3 separate regions of the Mus musculus genome follow, and all the other regions are linked to region 1. The links are chromatin contacts, called in public HiChIP or PLAC-seq and promoter capture Hi-C maps. All regions are on one chromosome and are shown on one strand. The core of a region is the stretch at or near the end of the contact, and the rest is flanking DNA. Distances in the headings are between cores, read along the strand shown. Region 1 has its middle 18 kb from the start of Gm22302. Region 2 has its middle 48 kb from the start of Gm30483. Region 3 has its middle 36 kb from the start of Gm51477.

Evidence for each region. Promoter capture Hi-C pulls out the DNA fragments that hold promoters and counts their contacts. HiChIP or PLAC-seq counts read pairs in DNA pulled down with a chosen protein or histone mark.
Region 2: a contact with region 1 is called in a promoter capture Hi-C map of second pharyngeal arch cranial neural crest, with 3 times the contacts expected there. The contact joins two enhancer-like sites. A contact is called at or near these places in 5 of 39 promoter capture datasets (embryonic stem cells, hippocampal neurons, second pharyngeal arch cranial neural crest and 1 more), 2 of 484 Hi-C or Micro-C datasets (cortical neurons and neutrophils), 6 of 115 datasets of contacts at active chromatin or transcription factors (astrocytes, bone marrow-derived macrophages, embryonic basal ganglia and 3 more) and 1 of 9 other capture datasets (embryonic stem cells).
Region 3: a contact with region 1 is called in an H3K27ac HiChIP or PLAC-seq map of embryonic stem cells, with 2.4 times the contacts expected there. The contact joins two enhancer-like sites. A contact is called at or near these places in 2 of 115 datasets of contacts at active chromatin or transcription factors (both in embryonic stem cells) and 1 of 9 other capture datasets (embryonic stem cells).

Annotation. Positions count from the first base shown.
Region 1 is chr7:37,840,914-37,843,875 of GRCm38.p6, reverse strand. No RefSeq gene overlaps it. Among named protein-coding and RNA genes, the nearest start is that of Gm22302, 18 kb to the right of the region's middle. Within about 2 kb of position 1,490, at least 77 of the 459 cell types and tissues checked have an H3K27ac peak or open chromatin away from gene starts, as enhancers often do. A contact at or near this core is called in embryonic stem cells and second pharyngeal arch cranial neural crest, where this site is marked.
Region 2 is chr7:37,374,979-37,377,940 of GRCm38.p6, reverse strand. It overlaps a transcript of Zfp536 not described here. Among named protein-coding and RNA genes, the nearest start is that of Gm30483, 48 kb to the right of the region's middle. Within about 2 kb of position 1,525, at least 18 of the 459 cell types and tissues checked have an H3K27ac peak or open chromatin away from gene starts, as enhancers often do. A contact at or near this core is called in second pharyngeal arch cranial neural crest, where this site is marked.
Region 3 is chr7:37,474,105-37,477,066 of GRCm38.p6, reverse strand. It overlaps a transcript of Zfp536 not described here. Among named protein-coding and RNA genes, the nearest start is that of Gm51477, 36 kb to the right of the region's middle. Within about 2 kb of position 1,431, at least 10 of the 459 cell types and tissues checked have an H3K27ac peak or open chromatin away from gene starts, as enhancers often do. A contact at or near this core is called in embryonic stem cells, where this site is marked.

The DNA of each region.
Region 1 (2,962 bases), core at 241-2,740:
ATTACTGGAAGTGAAATCTTTACCTGTTTAAGAAAATGATATAATATATTTCAAGCAAATTAATTCCATCTGGACCCGTTACAGCCCATAATCAGCTGCGTTATGCAAATAGTTATCTTTGTGGTTGAAATCAATAACTTATTTTCTTCTGTAATAAAGAAAAAGGGGGAATAAGTTTTTATTAATTATGTACAAAATGAAACCTTCTCTTGCAAGGCCGTGGGTTTCATTTCATTATCATGGCTCTCCTTACACCAGTTTCGGAAACTCTGATGTGGGCTTTCAGCAGAGTGTCCTCAAGGCCACCTCTCTCTAGGGAGGTCTCTCAGGAAGCTGGCTAGATTGCTAGGGGAACCAACCTTGTGGAGGTGGTTCATGCTGGTGATACCTGCTGACCCAGCCCACATCCGGCCTTCTCCAAAGTGTATCTGTGGGGATCACCTTATTTATAAAGCTGGTTGAACCACAGTTCGTCAGTACCTGCTCCAGTCCTAGTTGAAGTTAATGACAATATTGATAATGGCATAAAATCTGTTTTAACGGCAGGCATATTGCCTCTTAGCCACAGGGAGGTATTTAAGAATGTGGCTAAGTCCTGCAGGAAAAGTCACTCTTTGGACCTTAAGAAGTATTTATTTATTTATTTGTTTATTTATTTATTTATTTTTGAGGCTTTCTTGGGGAAATAGAATGCAAAGACATCAACCATCTGACGCTTCATTCCTACTAGGGATATTTATTTCCACTTATACCCACCCCTTGGTCATTATCACCTTTACTTTTTCCTGATCATGGAGAGTCCGGTCTCAGCCTGCCTCCTACGTGGATGGATTGGGGACACTTCCAGCCTGATAACGCTTTCCAGGTGCGTTTTCTACATCACTTGAACGAACCTTCTAGGAGGAGTTCCCCGGACTGTCACTAGAGCCTGGTGGATTTTGAATCTGGACGTGAAGTCACAGTCACCTGCATGTGGCGATTCACTGGAGCCTCTGTGAAGGCTGTGCCCGCCACCATTATTTTTGGCCTTCTGCCATTTCATTTACGAGGGACTTGTATTTGACAAACAGATCTCCTTTATGCATTGAGATCAGCCTTCTTCCTGCCTGATAATCAGACACAAAAGAGTGCCCTGACCCAGCCCTGCATCCCCCTAGCTCAGGGCCTGGCTTCTGCGAAGGCCTGCTCTGCTCATGAGTCTGTCTTTGCTCCGCTAGTGAGGGGCGGGAAGCAAGGGTCTTGTATCTTGCAGAAAAATGTTCCCCCTTAGGCTTTGGATACAATCGCTAGGTCTTCAGGGGACCAGAGAAACCCTTGCTGCTGGAAAACCAGTCGGTCATAGGCCAACTGATGATCCTATAGGACAACCTTTAAGGGAAGTAAGGGCGTGGCTTGCAAGTCCCAGGTGTTTCGGGAGCCAGAGTTCTGCCTTTACTTCTCTCCCAGCCCTTTCCGCTTGCCTCCTGGGAAGTGGGCGGAGTCACGGCCCTCTGCTTTAGAGTGTTGCCAGGCAGACATCTCGTTAATCCCCCTGCCTTCATGCAGCCCTGTTTATGGATGTCTGTGACTGAGCCTGCCAGGATGCCCAAACTGGTTGTAGACAGCTGGTCTGCTTGGCATTTTATGGCGATGGCAGTTTCCCTAGGCCGGAACTGTACATGCTCGTGAGCAGTACTGAGGGGGGACACTAGCTAGAAGGGAAGTCAGTACAGAGGAATATACCTCCCCCGTCTGGTCCCTTGGTGGTCTGGCCCCTGCGGCTGACAGGGCACCACACTCGACCCTGCAAAGCGCTCTATCACTGGGCTGATGGGAGGGTATATATGCAAAGCAGGCTCAGACAGGCAGTTCATGCAGGCTCCTTCCGGAGGGGAGCCCCCACCCCAGACGGAGGCTTTCAGTATAATGACACCCCCTGGGGAGGCACCTTATTGTTCTTCACAGAAACAATCTCTACAGAGAAATTAATTGTTTTGTTGTTGATGAAAAAAGAAATGGATGCTATTTTAAAATATTCCCTCTTCTTGCGGGCGTTAAAAGGGTGGGACTCAGGTGTCTGTCTCTCGCTCCCACCACCTGGGGAGACCAGGCTCTACACGTGTCAGTCTGTCCTCTGTTGAGTAATTTCTGCTGGGATTGGCTCAGAGCTGGGCTGCTGGGCTGAGGTTGAAGCAGACAGCCTCATTCAAGGCAGAGACCCATATCATCACTTACTGACTACACACTCTCTGTGTCCATTTCCTGGCTTGCAAAAGAAATGGGGTAAATAATACATTTTTATTACAGGATAGTTGTAGGGATTAGATGAGATAATATGCACTCTGTTTAGCTGGTGTCAAGGCAAGTGTCCAGCCAGTAGGTAATCGATGCTAGATGCATAGGAAGTGTGCAAGTCGACTTTCCGTTGCTGTGACAGAATACTTGAGATCAAAATATAAAGGAGAAAGGGATTATTTTGGCTTGTCACACAAGAGGGTTCAGTGTGTGGCCACTTAGCCTGAGACAGGAAAGTGGTGGCTAAGATGGTGGTGATGGTGGGGGAGGCAAGAAACCCTAGGTTATTGAGTTGATGCCACTGTCTGCAACGGCACCATCAGATGCTGTCCAAGCCTCCAGTCACGAGCTAATGAGAAGCAAACTGTAGCAGGCAGACTTCATAGTTGGCCAAAGCCATCTTGTAAGCAAGATCCAGCTGCCCCACCCCCCTCCTCCTCAGCTCCTCAGGTGTGATGACTCCTCTAATCATTCAGTCCTCAGGCTTGGCCATCCTCCCTCACCTAACCCGCTAGGGCAGTGGTTCTCAACCTGTGGGTCGTGACCCCTTTGGGGATCGGCACCTTCACGGGGGTCACCTAAGACCATTTGCATATCAGATATCCTGCGTATGAGCTATCTACCTTATGACTCATAACAGTAGCAAGATTATAGTTATGAAGTAGCAACAGAAATAATTTTATGGTTG
Region 2 (2,962 bases), core at 276-2,775, 470 kb after region 1:
TAAATTATACCCCTGGTTTCCCTCTTCAATTCCTTTTTGTTACTTTTTCAAAATATTCTATTAGTTTTGTTACGTATGATCTCCCTTTTGTGAATCCATGCTGAATATCTTTAATTAAATCATAACTTTCCCTATTTTGTCTCTGATTAGTGTTTCCAATATCTTCCCCACTGCTCAAGTCAAGCTTACTGGTGTTTAATTTCCTTGATCTCCCTCAGAGTCATTATTAAATATAGGTGTTGCATAAGGGCTCTGGTCCACCCGCACTTCTCTGGCTTCTCGGGGTATTTGTTAATGGGCCCCCAGTCACCTCACCTCCTCCTGCACAGAGTCGAAGATGGCTCCCACTTGCTCCGGAGTTATCAGTCCTTAGGTAGCCTGATTCCTCCCTCACCTGTTCTGCCGCGACGCTGATCTCCTTTGGAAACACTTGTCTGCCGCTAGCATCTGCTCACATCTTCTCTTTGTGGACATAAGAAGGCAAATAAAGTAGTTTTATTTATTTGTTTTTGGCAGTTGTCATACCCATCCCAATACACCAGGCTCTCTGCCTTTCAGATTTTATTCTCTCTCTCTCTCCCTCTCTCTCTCTCTGTGTGTGTGTGTGTGTGTCTGTCTGTCTGTCCTTCTGTCTCTGTCTTTCTTTCTCTCTTTTTCTTTCTGTCTGTCTCTGTCTCTCCCCCCCCGCCCCGTGTGTGTGTCTATCTTTCTGTCCCTCTCTGTGTCTTTCTCTGCCTCTGTCTCTGCCTCTGCATGTGTCTCTGTCTCTCTCTGTCTCTCTGTGTGTGTGTATGTGTGTGTGTGTCTGTCTGTCTTTCTGTCTCTGTCTTACTTTCTCTTTTTTTCCTCTCTGTCTGTCTCTGTCCCCCCCCCCAATGTGTGTGTCTATCTTTCTGTCCCTCTCTGTGTCTTTCTCTGCCTCTCTCTCTGCCTCTGCATGTGTCTCTGTCTCTCTCTGTCTCTCTCTCTGTGTGTGTCTGTCTGTCTGTCTTTCTGTCTCTGTCTTTCTTTCTCTTTTTTTCTCTCTGTCTGTCTCTGTCCCCCCCCATGTGTGTGTCTATCTTTCTGTCCCTCTCTGTGTCTTTCTCTGCCTCTGCCTCTGTCTCTGCCACTGTCTCTCTCTGCCTCTCTCTCTCTCTGTCTCTGTCTCTCTGTCTCTCTGTCTCTCTGTCTGTCTCTCTTTCTCATCTTCTCAGTACACAGCAGCCCAGGCTATCCTCCACCTCTCAGTCTTCCTGCCTCTGCTTCTCTAGTGCTGGGGATATAGCTGTGTGCCACCAGGCTGAGCACTTCATTAGGTTTTAGAAAAGCATGCTTAGTGTGCACAAGACTCTTGAGTTCAGTTGCTAGCACAAGGAAAAATAAAATAAAATAAAAGCACCACAACTCAGTTTCTAGGACCGTTTTGCTAAGTCCCTGGTTCAGGAACAGGCATTTCCTTCCCCTCACAGGTTCATAGCAGTTAATCCAGGGCCAAGAGTGCTGACCCTCAGCTGTTCCGGGGGAGGTGGGAGGTGCTGGGGCTTCCCTGACAACCACCAGGAGAAGAATCTGGCTCCCATTATGGGTCGTAGGGAGTTGTAACGTTTCCCACGAGCTGCTCGGGAAGCCTTTCATCTGAGCTCAGCTCTAACCTGGACAGTTTCCTTCACTTTCATTCCTGTGCAGCCTCTGACCTGCCCCTGTGTCTAACTCTATGTTTTTGCTATCCAGGGACTCCCTCACTTTCAGGTAGCATTGTGGGCTCAGCCTCAGGTGGGATTTGCTTCCTCTCTGGCCTGCATTCCCTGGACTCAGATAAAGGGCTGCCCCTCTAAAAGCTGCCAGCCACTGTCTTCAGAGACTTGGAGCAGCAGGCATTCCTGTGAAGAACATGGGCTACAGGAGCAGCTTTTGAGCCTGACCTGAGGTCCCAAGAAGCCTTCCTTAGATGCACTTCTCTTCTGCCCCTCCTGACCTCATTTCCTCTTTCAGCACGCACAGTGTAGACAGATCTTTGCGCTACGACATTGCTCTCCAGCTGTAACTTCCATGCCAAGTTTAAAAGTGAGATCCTTCCTAGAAACCCACGGGCGTTCTCGACCTACATAACAGCAAAGGGCCAGGGTGATGGCCCAGGAACAGAAGGTGCCAGGTTCTCCCCTCCGGCAAGAGCTGCTGGCCTTATGCAGGGATCCAATTGCAGAGGCGACATCAGCCAACAAAAATTTCAAGAAAGTATGACTCATAATTAGTCCTTTTGACATTGTTTCACATCAAAAGACATAGTCTGTGTTCTGTGTCCCTCACCCGAACATGGAAACTGCTGGAGTTTGCACGCACAAAGGGATTTGCGATTTTAAAAGCTTAATAAAGGCTGTCCACACAAAACACACACACACACACACACACACACACACACACACACACACACACACACGCCAGTTGGTTTCTTTAAAGTGGATTTAATTAGGTCAGAGAGCCTGTTACTTTGGGGGGGGGGGAGTGGCGCAGGGTGACGATCATTTAAACCATATTTTCAAGTTACCATGTTGTACTCTGCTAGACGGTGCCTCACAGATCCACACACGAGAAGCGAGAGCTAAGAGCTCCCTTGGAGCCTTAGAGCTCCTTTCTCTCAACTACTGGTTCTTCATGAAGAGAGGCCACTGTCCCTTGCCTCGGAGTTATGGGGTGGCATGGCTGGGGCATGTCATTCTGACGTTTACTAAGATTTCTGAGACCCAGGTCCACACCGAGGTCTCCACCCTTGTCAAGGAGCTACCAGCAGCTGCTGCAGACGTGGAGGGTTGGCCCCAGTCAGCCCCTGGGCCATTTTGGTAGCGATTTATAGATGGACTTTGTGAGTGAGGAGTGGGGGGGAGGGAAGGGAATCAAAGTCACAGGTGCTCCATTATAACGACTGGAACACTTACAGAGTCGGACGCTCTGTCATTTAATAAACCTAAAAACGAAAAAGCTT
Region 3 (2,962 bases), core at 182-2,681, 370 kb after region 1:
CAGAGCATATCGCTTCTGTATTTCATTTGGCTCCATTTCTTCTAGAAGCTTCTGCAGTGGTTTGGTAGCAGGTGGGATGGCTCTTCTTGTCTTGTGGTTCCCAGGCATCAGGCCCAGCATAATTAATTATAATCTCCTGTTCTTGATGGGTGTGGTAGGGTGTAGGACCCAGAAAAGCAGTTGTCATTTTGGCTAAGAACTGATATTTCAGAAAGAAACAAACATTATTTTTCCCTCCTCAGTCTAGTTTTTTTCTCTCTTGCACGGAACAGTTTGCATATTGTAAGCTACAGATGACCACCAGCTTCAAGGCACATGGCCTAAAACACCCCCACCCTTTACCTCTTCTCTGCCCCACTTAAAGTAGATGTGACTCGGCAAACAGGTCCATCCAATCAACAGATAGTCTTCCTCACAGAGCCGGGCTTTGCCAAACCAATGCCTTATTCCAAGATTGCTTATCTCAGAGTTTAGGGCCTCATTTCATCTGTTAAGTAGGCCTAGAATCCTGCCCGATGCCCCTAGAAACTCTAGTGGCTGTAACTGAAGTTCTTCTGTATAAGGAAGAACTCTCTTCTCTTAAAAGTACTTGGAAAGCAATCTGTAAAAATTTGCCTGCATCATATAGACCCATACAGAACTCAGGAACCCCTCCCTCTCTTACCCACCAGCAGTCTTCTCTCCTGTTATATGTAGGACTGTGTGTTGAAAGTTGTACACCCAGGTTGATATGTTAGTTGCCGCACTGCTGCCTCCTAACTCTTAGAATGTTAGTCCTATACCCCGGGTGTTAGGTCCTGGCCTGTGTGCACTAGCCATTTATAGCTAATACATTCTGACCTGGATGCAGGAGAGCAAGCTGATGGAGAGGTTACTCCATCCATCCTCTTGGGTGATGAGTCCCATAGCACAGCCCATGTAGAAGACAAGATGATAACTTTTCAAAAGAACCTTGCTTAAAGGCTGGTATATCAGCGTGTCAGGGACTTGTTACAGATGATCCTGTGGGAGATCCTGAGTCATCTCAGAGTCAGTTGGAAGATGATTTATTAAGTTGCTATTAGAGAGGGTCAGGTCCCACTGGTCTGGTCTTGTTAAAGGACATCTTAGTCTAGCCAAAACTTTTGCTTCTGGAGGTGAGTGTCAGGATCCAGGCACGTCCCATACTCTCTTATTCTGCTGTACAGTGTAAAAAGGGCAAAGGAGTGCCACCGGAGAGCCTTGATATGTCCTTTGTATTGTTAGAGTGGATTTGACCTTGCTTTGCAATGGAATGAGCTTCTCACATCAGTATTTAAATGTGTGTGTGTGGGGGTGGGGGGTACAGAGGACTAGAGCCATGTCCATCCACTGGCAGGCAGGGGAGGCAGGCTCCTGGTACAGCTTGAGGAGCTGATGCAGGAGAGTGTGAGAGGCACAGCCGAGCTGTGTTGAGTCTGCACCTGGACATTGCTGCATAGAAATGCTAAAGACCTGGTTGCATCCCAGGAATGTGGGCACACCCCTGCCCTTCACTTTTTGAAGCTGAAGCCTCCAGCCAGAGCTGTCTGGAATTGCTGTGTTAGCTTTCTCAAATGTAGCTTTCCATGTCCTTTTCTGAATCCTCAGGGCAGGACACAGAACTCTTGTCAGGTTAAGAGGCAGGTGGGGGTTCGGGTGGGGGGATCATAACTCCTTTACCCTTAGCTCTGCCCTGGAATTGCTACCACTCAAGGAAGCCCAGTTTGGAGGCTCCATCAGCAAGCCACTGTGGTGATGAGGCCCCGTGTGCAGCAGCTCCCAGGCCAGGTGATGATCCCCTCACGGGTGGGAGGAAGCCTGAGGGAAGGCATAGATAGCTCCAATGTTCCCAATGCTTTATCCTCAGTGAACTGTGGAATGAAGGCCCACTACATTTTGCCAGGATGAGAGAGCAGAAACCTATGTCCCAACACCATGGTGGTGGCATCACAACTTTCTTACATCATGTGTCCTAAACTGTATGATGTGATGAAATACAGTGACCAAACTAAACTATCTTAAAAGGCGACTTCTGCCCCACCGTGATTTCCTTGCATGGACACTCTGAAGATACCGCTTTTTTTTTTTCCAGCTACAAAGCCTAGAATGGAAAGGTCAACAGACATCTTCTGAAGGGTCAGAGGGCAACTGTTTTCAGCTTACAAACCATGAGCACCCTCATGACTCCTCACTGCTGGGTGGCACTAAAGCTATAGACAGTGTGAGTGTGTGCCAATAAAACTTTATTAATTAAAGCAAGGGAATGACTAGAACTGGCCCACAGGCTAGAATTTCTGGCCCCTGCTTTAGTGTAAAGAGGTATGTGCTCCTGGGTTATTTCCAGAGCAGAGAGAGAGAGAGAGAGAGAGAGAGAGAGAGAGAGAGAGAGAGAGAGAGAGAGAGAGAGCACAGGGAGGTACCCCTTCCCATCTCCTCACAACACCACAGGCAAAAGAGATGGAACAGCTGTGGCTTATCTTTTACAACAGATGTTTCTCCTCCACCGACAGAAGTGCAGGGAGGAATTAAGATGGCAGACACCTAAGCGCCTGGGGCAGACGCCCCCAGATCAGATGAGTATCCAGTGGAAGGTATTACGAAGAAGCACGGGCACGGCCCAAGGCCTTTAAGTTGCCCTTGTCCCTTTAGCACTAAGGTGGTTCCAGTCTTACTTTCCAGCAGTGTGATGGAAAGTTGTGTTTCCTCATGTCACCATGCCACAGTCAGTGCACAGGAAAGTCGTCTGGAAAGACGACTGTGAAATACAAGGTCAGAGCCTCATAGGTTCCTGGAATTCACCACCTTACTGTGCTTGTCTGGACCTGCTGGCTGCTTCTCAGCTGATTATCGAGAGTTGGTCTCTGAGTGTGTGTGTGTGTGTGTGTGTGTGTGTGTGTGTGTGTGTGTGTGTGTCACAGGTGACATCCTGTAGGTAGGATCTTCTGATGATATTGGCACTCTG